Linked DNA regions of Xenopus laevis: region 2 is linked to region 1. Evidence: chromatin contacts called from public Hi-C data. All regions are on one chromosome and are shown on one strand. Each heading gives the region's core, a stretch centred on a gene start, on an enhancer-like site or on the middle of the called end of the contact. The rest is flanking DNA. Distances are from core to core; before and after follow the strand shown. Region 1 holds the start of dmap1.L (DNA methyltransferase 1 associated protein 1 L homeolog). Region 2 overlaps LOC108714277 (a long non-coding RNA gene).

Region 1 (4,131 bases), core at 491-2,990:
GACATAAGTATGTTAATTTGAGACAGAGAAATTGTTTATTTGCAGAATGTACCAGTACACAGATAACATAAAGGTACATGAAAAAGGAAAGGAAATATTTCAAAATATCTGTTATCTAAAAAGCAATTATTGATTATTTAACAGGTATATGAAGAAAATAGCAGCTGCATGAGTGCCTGTATTTACAAAAATGCAAATGGGTGGAGGGAAAGATTACCATGCCTATATAGCACAAGAGGCAAAAATCCTGAATCACAAAATGAATACAAAAATAAAGGGCACTATTTTTTGAATACTCTTACATAACCAAGAAAATTAAAATAATAGCTCTTACACCTGGGCAGATATGAAAAAATTATATAACATATTTAGAGTAGGACTGGCTCAGGCACCAACTTTTATCAATCCCTTGTTGCCTTAGTCAAGCCATCAAACAACACACCAACACATAGCGCAGGAAAATGTATGTGCAGCGCTGTGTATAGTTAACAACAAACATAAAATAATTTACATTCACAGTCTATTTGCATAGAAAAAAAGTTGGGGGATATATTTGATAAAAATGAGAAGGCTACTTAATTCAAAAGTTACTGCAAACGAAGCTTATCATCGGAATGCTTAATAGATTATTAATTTTTGTACCACTTCTTTCCATTTTCAGTGTACTGCCCACATGGTTTCAAAAGAAAAGAGCCAACTCTAACCTGTGCACTGATAGGAAGTTTGAAAGAGAACACATCCCCAGTTGCAACGGCTAAAGTTAGTTGGGCAGGGAACACAGGGAAGCGTTTGCAACTGACTTAATAAAGGCCAATGGCACGTGCAGTGTTTCTCAACCAGTGTAGATCAGTCAGTGGAGAATGCTGGACAAACTCCACTGACAATAAACCGTCACTGCATGTAGAGGTGGATTTCCAGCCAATAATGTGTACGTCAGGTCCAAATCAAGTCAGTGGCGGTATGCACAAGCAGTATTTTGCAGTATTGCTGGTTTCAGCAAAGAAACCACTATTTGAGACATGGCCACAATGTCTGTATGACACTAGAACTACAACTGACCTAAATATATTCTTCTACAACTGAGTAAAATGCAGATTTTCTAGAAGTGATTATAATAAAACATGTTTTGGCGTATGTTCTGTAGAGGTTCATTCTGGCCTGCTAGCACATCAATAGTGAGAAATCCCTGGCCTCCTTGCTCTAAAGTGTATGGAGATATAATAGGATGTAGTTTTACTACAACCCCACAGAAATGTACCTTATCTGCATTAATGATGTCCTTTTTGTTGATCATCCCAGTGACTTCTGTATCCCCACCCCCCAATTCCAGAATATCACGAACATCTGCTCCTGTAGCCATTTTTCAACCTAAAATGCAAAAAGAAATATCAGTTGTGTAACATTAATGTTAAATGACAGCTCTACATAAGATATGGCAACCCAGCCTTCTGACTGCTGCTAAATGCATAATGCCTGCTGTAACTTTACTTGCTTTACATTGATATAAACAGGAAGCAATATAAATGGTCCGAGACCCCTGGTTACTGCCCACAAATGGGCATCGGCATGTATAAGGCCATTAACTGCGGACCCTGGGCTACTTACATCACATTCCACGCATATTAATGGCAATAAACCCTAACACAGACCAAAATCCCGAAATGCTACTTACAAGTCCTGCAAAGCTTATAACTAAAGCTTATAACTAGAAGCTCCTTTCCTTGCGGTGTACAGAAAATCCCGACAACACAAGTCTCATCACGCGAGACTGCAGCGTCGCGGCTACACGTAAGCGCAGTGACGCATCACGTAGCCGCCTGTGAGTGTTACAAACAGAGAGTTGGAAGGCGCTACTAAGTGGCGGTGTTTCTGTCTTCCGGTGGATTTTCCAATGCTCGAACCTCCTATTGGTTTTTAGAGAACAAAAGAGAAAATAAGACTTAGTTTGTGTTGGTTATCTGTCTGCCATGCCCTCTGGCACCTCAGCTCCCGATATTTCATTGGAACTTGTGCCAGGGAACTAAAACAATGAAAAACACTTTTTGTATGTTTCCAACACTACCTGCCGCCATTAGAGACTCTTCTAATTTTACCAAAAATTTACAAACTAGGGGCAAGTAAAATGAAGTCTGTGAAACTGAGAATAAGTGAAATTTTACTATTTGTTTCATTTGTCAGTAACATTTAGTTATTAGGCTTTTTTTTTCTAGTTGCCAACAGTACCTGCAACCATTAGATCCTCTTCTGCCAATCTGATCAGAAAGGAGTTTTTTTTTACAAACCAGGGCTGGGTGAAATTAAAGGGATACTGTCATGGGAAAACATGTTAATAGTGCTGCTCCAGCAGAATTCTGCACTGGAATCCATTTTTCAAAAGGGCAAACAGATTTGTTATATTCAATTTTGAAATCTGACATGGGGCTAGACATATTGTCAGTTTCCCAGCTGCCCCCAGTCAAGTGACTTGTGCTCTGATAAACTTGTCACTCTTTACTGCTACACTGCAAGTTGGAGTGATATCACCCCCTCCCCAGCAGCCTAACAACAGAACAATGGGAAGGTAACGAGATAGCAGCTCCCTAACACAAGATAGCTGCCTGGTAGATCTAAGAACAACACTCAATAGTAAAAGCCAAGTTCCACTGAGACTGATTCAGTTTAAGTAGGAGACATAGCCTACCAGAAAGTAGTTCCATCCGAAAGTGCAGGCACAAGTCACATGACTGGGGGTAGCTGGGAAACCAACAATATGTCTAGCCCCATGTCAGATTTCAAAATTGAATATAAAAAAAATCTGTTTATTTTTTTGAGTTGTATTTCAGTGCTGAATTCTGCTGGAGTAGCACTATTAACTGATGTGTTTTGAAAAAAACATGTTTTCCCATGACAGTATCCCTTTAAGGCAGGGATCCCCAACCTTTTGAACCCGTGAGCAACATTCAGAAATAAAAGGAGTTGGGGAGCAACACAAGCATGAAAAATGTTCTTGGGCTGCCAAATATATTCTGTGATTGGCCTTTTGGTAGCCCCTATGTGGATTGTCAACCTACATTGAGACTCTGTTTGGCAGTGCACCTGGTTTTTATACAACCAAAACTTGCCTCCAAGCCTGGAATTCGAAAATAAGCAGCTGCTTTGAGGCCACTGGGAGCAACATCCAAGGGGTTGAAGAGCAACATTTTGCTCACGAGCTACTGGTTGGGGATCACTGCTTTAAGGAATCTTAGGTAGAAAGGCTCAGAGATGATGAGTTGGCCCTGGGTTTAGTTGCCAGTGGCAGTGCATTAAAGGGGGTGTTCAGCTTTGAGTTAACGTTTAGTATGATGTTGTAGAGGGTGATATTCTGAGACAATTTGCAATTGGTTATTTTTTATTTAAGGTTTTCATGTTATTTAGCTTTTTATTCTGCAGCTGTTCAATTTGTATTTCAAGCAATTTGGTAACTAGGGTCCAAATTACCCTAGCAACCATTCATTTGATTGAGACTGCAATATGAATAGGATATGACCTTACTAGAAAGATGATAAATAGAAAGTAACAAATAACAATACATTTGTAGTTTTACAGAGCATTTGTTGTTTAGATGGAGTCAGCGACACCCATTTGAAAGCTGGAAAGAGTCAGAAGAAAAAGGCAAATAATTACAAAACTATAGAAACTAAATAATGAAGACCAATTGACAAGTTGCTTAGAATTGGCCATTCTAGAACATACTAAAAGGTAACTGAAACATGAAATACCCCTTTAATATGATGCAGATTCTTATACTGGGCCTGAGTTAACACATCTTCCTTAGGAGAATGATGAGAACAATATTTCTGTAAAGAAACTGACTCAAATAGTTAAACAAGGTCCTAACTGCAACACATTTATAGGCCCCCCCACACCCCTCAGGCAAATGCTGAAACTGCATACCACCCAAGTGGCTTGCTTTTGCAAGGACAGCCTTGTTTTTTACTATGTCCCCATTGGTAATGTCCATGTACGTTATCAAATAAACAACAAATATGGGGTTTCAACACACGGAATTCATCCACATTAGTAAAACATGCATTGTTGACCTAAATTACACTGTAAATGTATTGCAATATAGTGATCAGTATGTGACAAGTGCAGAGTTTAGCAAATTAA
Region 2 (3,700 bases), core at 1,131-3,630, 230 kb after region 1:
ATGAAACAAGGCCAGCTTACAGTCTACTGTGTGCATTTACAGTTTCATGAGCTGCGCATATTTACATAACTTGTAAAAAAAAATATTTTCCCTGTTTGCATTTCTGAAAATAAGAGACATGAATAAAGATTATTAATCTTTAACCCCTTGTACAGTTAGTTCCCTTGGATTAATCTTGGCTTTATGCTTTTTAAAAATGTATTTTGGGATTGCTGATTTATATTTGTAGGATACAAAACTTGTCTTGTCTTGTTAGCACTACTTTTGCTGGGAAAAAATGACAATGATCAAATTCAAAGAATTCTTGCTAGCCACTCCCCTTTATAGCTAGTATGAATTGCAGTGTATATGGTACATCAGTGCTACACAGGTTTTTTTCTACCCAGGGCATAGTTTTCCTTTTATTGTTGTGCATGTGAGTTTTGGGTGGGTGATTTGGAGCAACATTTATCTTTTAAAAAAACGTTATTTTTTTTTTAGCTCCCGTGGCCCTGCGCCATTGTTCCTGCTAATCAATTCGTAATTCAAGTGTTGGTTTGCACTACTAAGTTTAATTTTAAACCGTCTGGTAAATCTCACCTTTTTTGGTTATTTATTTTCTATAGTTTTTTAATTATTTGCCTCCTTCTTCTGACTCTTTCTAGCTTTCAAATGAGGGTCACATCTCAAAAAGAGCATTCAAAATAAATGCTCTGTAAGGCTACAAATGTATTGTTATTGTTACTTTTTATGACTTCTCTTTCTATTCAGGCCCTCTCTTATTCATGTTCCAGTCTCTTATTAAAATCAATGCATGGTTTCTAGGGTCATTTGGACCCTAGCAATCAGACTGCTGAAGTTGCAAACTGGAGAGCTGCTGAATAAAAAGTTAAATAACTCAAAAACCTCAAATAATAAAAAATAAAAGCCAATTATAAATAGTCTTGGAATGTCATTCTCTGCATACTATTAAAAGTTAGTTTAAAGGTAAACAGCCCTTTAATCTGATACTGGAGATGCTAGGTGAATGTGAAAGGGAGTAAAAGCCATTGCAGGCTATAAGCCTCCTGTACCTAAATGCACTGATGATCTCTCTTTCAGATAAGATACTTTCTATGCAAGGTTTGATCCACAAAATAATACTCCTGCAAGAAAAATGTATCCTCCTCCTCCGAATAGCCAAGTGGTCTGTCTGAATATAGTTGAGGTATGCACCATGATAGGCTATGAAAACAAACAATAGTAATTGCAGTTTGTCACCTTGCAGTGAGAACAGTCACATCATACTGAATACGATGCTGTCATCTCACTGAATCTTACAAACACAACCTGCGGGGTGTTACAGGCATTGTCAAGGTTCAGTAGATACAGGGATAGATGCAGGTGTATTCACCAAATCCATACATTTTGGATTTAAATCAAAAGTAATCCCCCATCATCCAAAAATGAACCTTAAAAAATTCTACCCCTCATTTCTTCAGTGCTCAGAGGTTCAGATTTGGTTGAGCCAGGGGCTCAGAATTTGTCCAAATAAAAGTTTAAAAAATGCAATATTGCTGTGATTTGCCCAAATCCCAAAGTAAATACTGGAAAATGTAGCAGTTTCTCTTGGCTGTATTCCTATTGCATTGAAAAGACAGAGACTAATTAAAAGAATTACTCTACCGAATGAGTCACTTTCATAGCAATGAATACATGACACAGCTTGCATAGTCTCTTCTGCTGCCTAGAAACCATAGCTACAGAATTTGCAACTACAATTGGGTACATGGGGCCTAGCAAAAATTATATCATATCTTGGAAGAAAAATTCTAGCATTTTCCAATTTTAGGGGATAGTACTAAGAAACAGTGGTATCTGGAGTGCTCTGTGTTTATGACCCATAAGGATAGGGGGCCTTAAGCATATTTTTGCTACCATGGGCTTGTAGCTAATAAGAGGCACCAAGTATGTTTGGGTCTAGTACCCCATAATAAATACTGAGAATGCTGGCTTTTTATTATCAGACCATAAAATGCTTGCTGCTGATTGGGCTACTGGAAGCAAAATAAACTTTATGTTTGTTATTATGTCATCCCCACTAACACACATACTGTATGTATACCACTATTCACTTCCACAAACTTAGTTTGTTGCTCATGTTCCAATGTTATACTTGTACCCATAATGCATTCATAGAGGGGCTAAATATTCTCCAGCCCACATACAGTGAAGATAAACAATAAGGAATGGCTCCATGTGTGTCCACTGAACTTTACTTTTAATTTGACGATCTGGCACTTTGCACTTAAGATGAACTATGTTTTCCGAGCTATTGTTTATGAACAATGGGTCATTTCAGGCACAGTGATGTTATTCTGAAATAAGTGAATTTCCAAGAGGACAGTGAAATCATATGCGACATGTGTTCATGTCCAGCACCACTCTCCCTTGCCTTCATTGTGGAGCATGCGCAACACTCTGAGCCTAATGTTTATGAGTAAGTTAATCGGACATGGGGAGGCAAATCATCAAAGCTGATTTTATAATGCACATGCATTGGGGAACAGACAATTTTTTTAAAAAAAAAATCAATGATTTGGGGTAAATAATGAGCAGCATATGGGATAGCATTTGTGATTTTTTTAATAAAGCATTTTGGGAGAGAAATGGGAATAAACTATTTACTGGCAAGGGGTGGATGAAATACTTGCCTTTATGGAAAATTCAGGTTTTTTTTTTAACTTTTTGTTGGAGTATTTGAACTACTGCCTGGTTGCACGGTCAGTGGAACACTAGCAACCATTAAAATTCACAACTGGAATCTAGGCAAAGTCAGTTTGCAAATTGCCTTTTTCAATTAAAAGTTACTTTTCAAGGAAAACTACCAGGCCGGGATTTGTGGTGAGGCCACAAATGCCCAGGCCTAGGGCGGCACATTTGTATTTCCAGGTTCCAGCAGGACACCCAGAACAGAGTTAAAGTGGGAGAAGCGGACCTAGTGGTGAGTTTTCATTGCGAGTTGGGGTAAGAGGCATACGTGCGTGTCCATCGGTGGTGCACGTTGGGGGTAGTGTGCGTTTGTGCATTGGGGTAGCGTGCGAGTGTTTTTTGCAAATCCGGCGCTGCAAACTACCCCTTTAAGAACCCAATGAGGAGAGGCAAGCTAAGCTAAGAGAAATGAGGGGGGCCCGGGGAAAAAGGAGGCCTGGACTGCCGGGTCTGTTTCCTCTATAGTTACGTCACTGCTCTAATGACTCTTACCTAAATCGGGGAAGCAGAGACACGGGGCGGGGAGTGGGCAGTCAGGACAGTAAGAGGCCGGAGACTGGAAGTGGGTGGGAGGATGGGGATTGGAGTGAGCTGGGCCCCCTCTGAAGAGTTTTTTGCAGGGGGGCCACTGATCTTCTGTATGATTAGAAATATATCAAGCATATATGATAATAGATCTCTGGTGACATATTGGGAGGAGGACAGGTACTGCGTGTGTAACCAATACTCACCCAAAGTGGCCAAATAAAAGCTCAGGTGAAGTCAAATAAAAAAAAATAAATAAAAAAAAAAAAAAAGGTATAAAGGCATTGACAAGGATAATTGATCAGCTCTTTCCAAAAATAACTCTTGTTATAAAGTAAAAGTGCAGAAACTGGCAAAATGTAATTACATTCTTTTAACAGAAAGTTCACCTTCTGATAATTAGTTTGCTGTAGAGAGAGGTAATGTAACAAACCTTGCACTTCGG

The links. A called contact is a pair of places that touch in the nucleus more often than the background predicts.
Region 2: a Hi-C map of the XL177 cell line shows a contact between it and region 1, with 2.9 times the contacts expected there. The contact joins the enhancer-like site here to the promoter of dmap1.L in region 1. A contact is called at or near these places in 2 of 4 Hi-C or Micro-C datasets (the XL177 cell line and the XTC cell line).

The regions. Positions count from the first base shown.
Region 1 is chr4L:86,603,855-86,607,985 of Xenopus_laevis_v10.1, forward strand. It overlaps dmap1.L (DNA methyltransferase 1 associated protein 1 L homeolog), which reads right to left and starts at 1,741. Exons shown (of 11, transcript NM_001094407.1): 1 at 1,673-1,741; 2 at 1,259-1,368. The coding sequence starts at 1,360.
Region 2 is chr4L:86,836,486-86,840,185 of Xenopus_laevis_v10.1, forward strand. The region is part of intron 1 of LOC108714277 (a long non-coding RNA gene); the gene reads left to right. Among protein-coding and RNA genes, the nearest start is that of LOC108714277, 26 kb to the left of the region's middle. Within about 2 kb of position 2,381, at least 1 of the 7 cell types and tissues checked has an H3K27ac peak or open chromatin away from gene starts, as enhancers often do.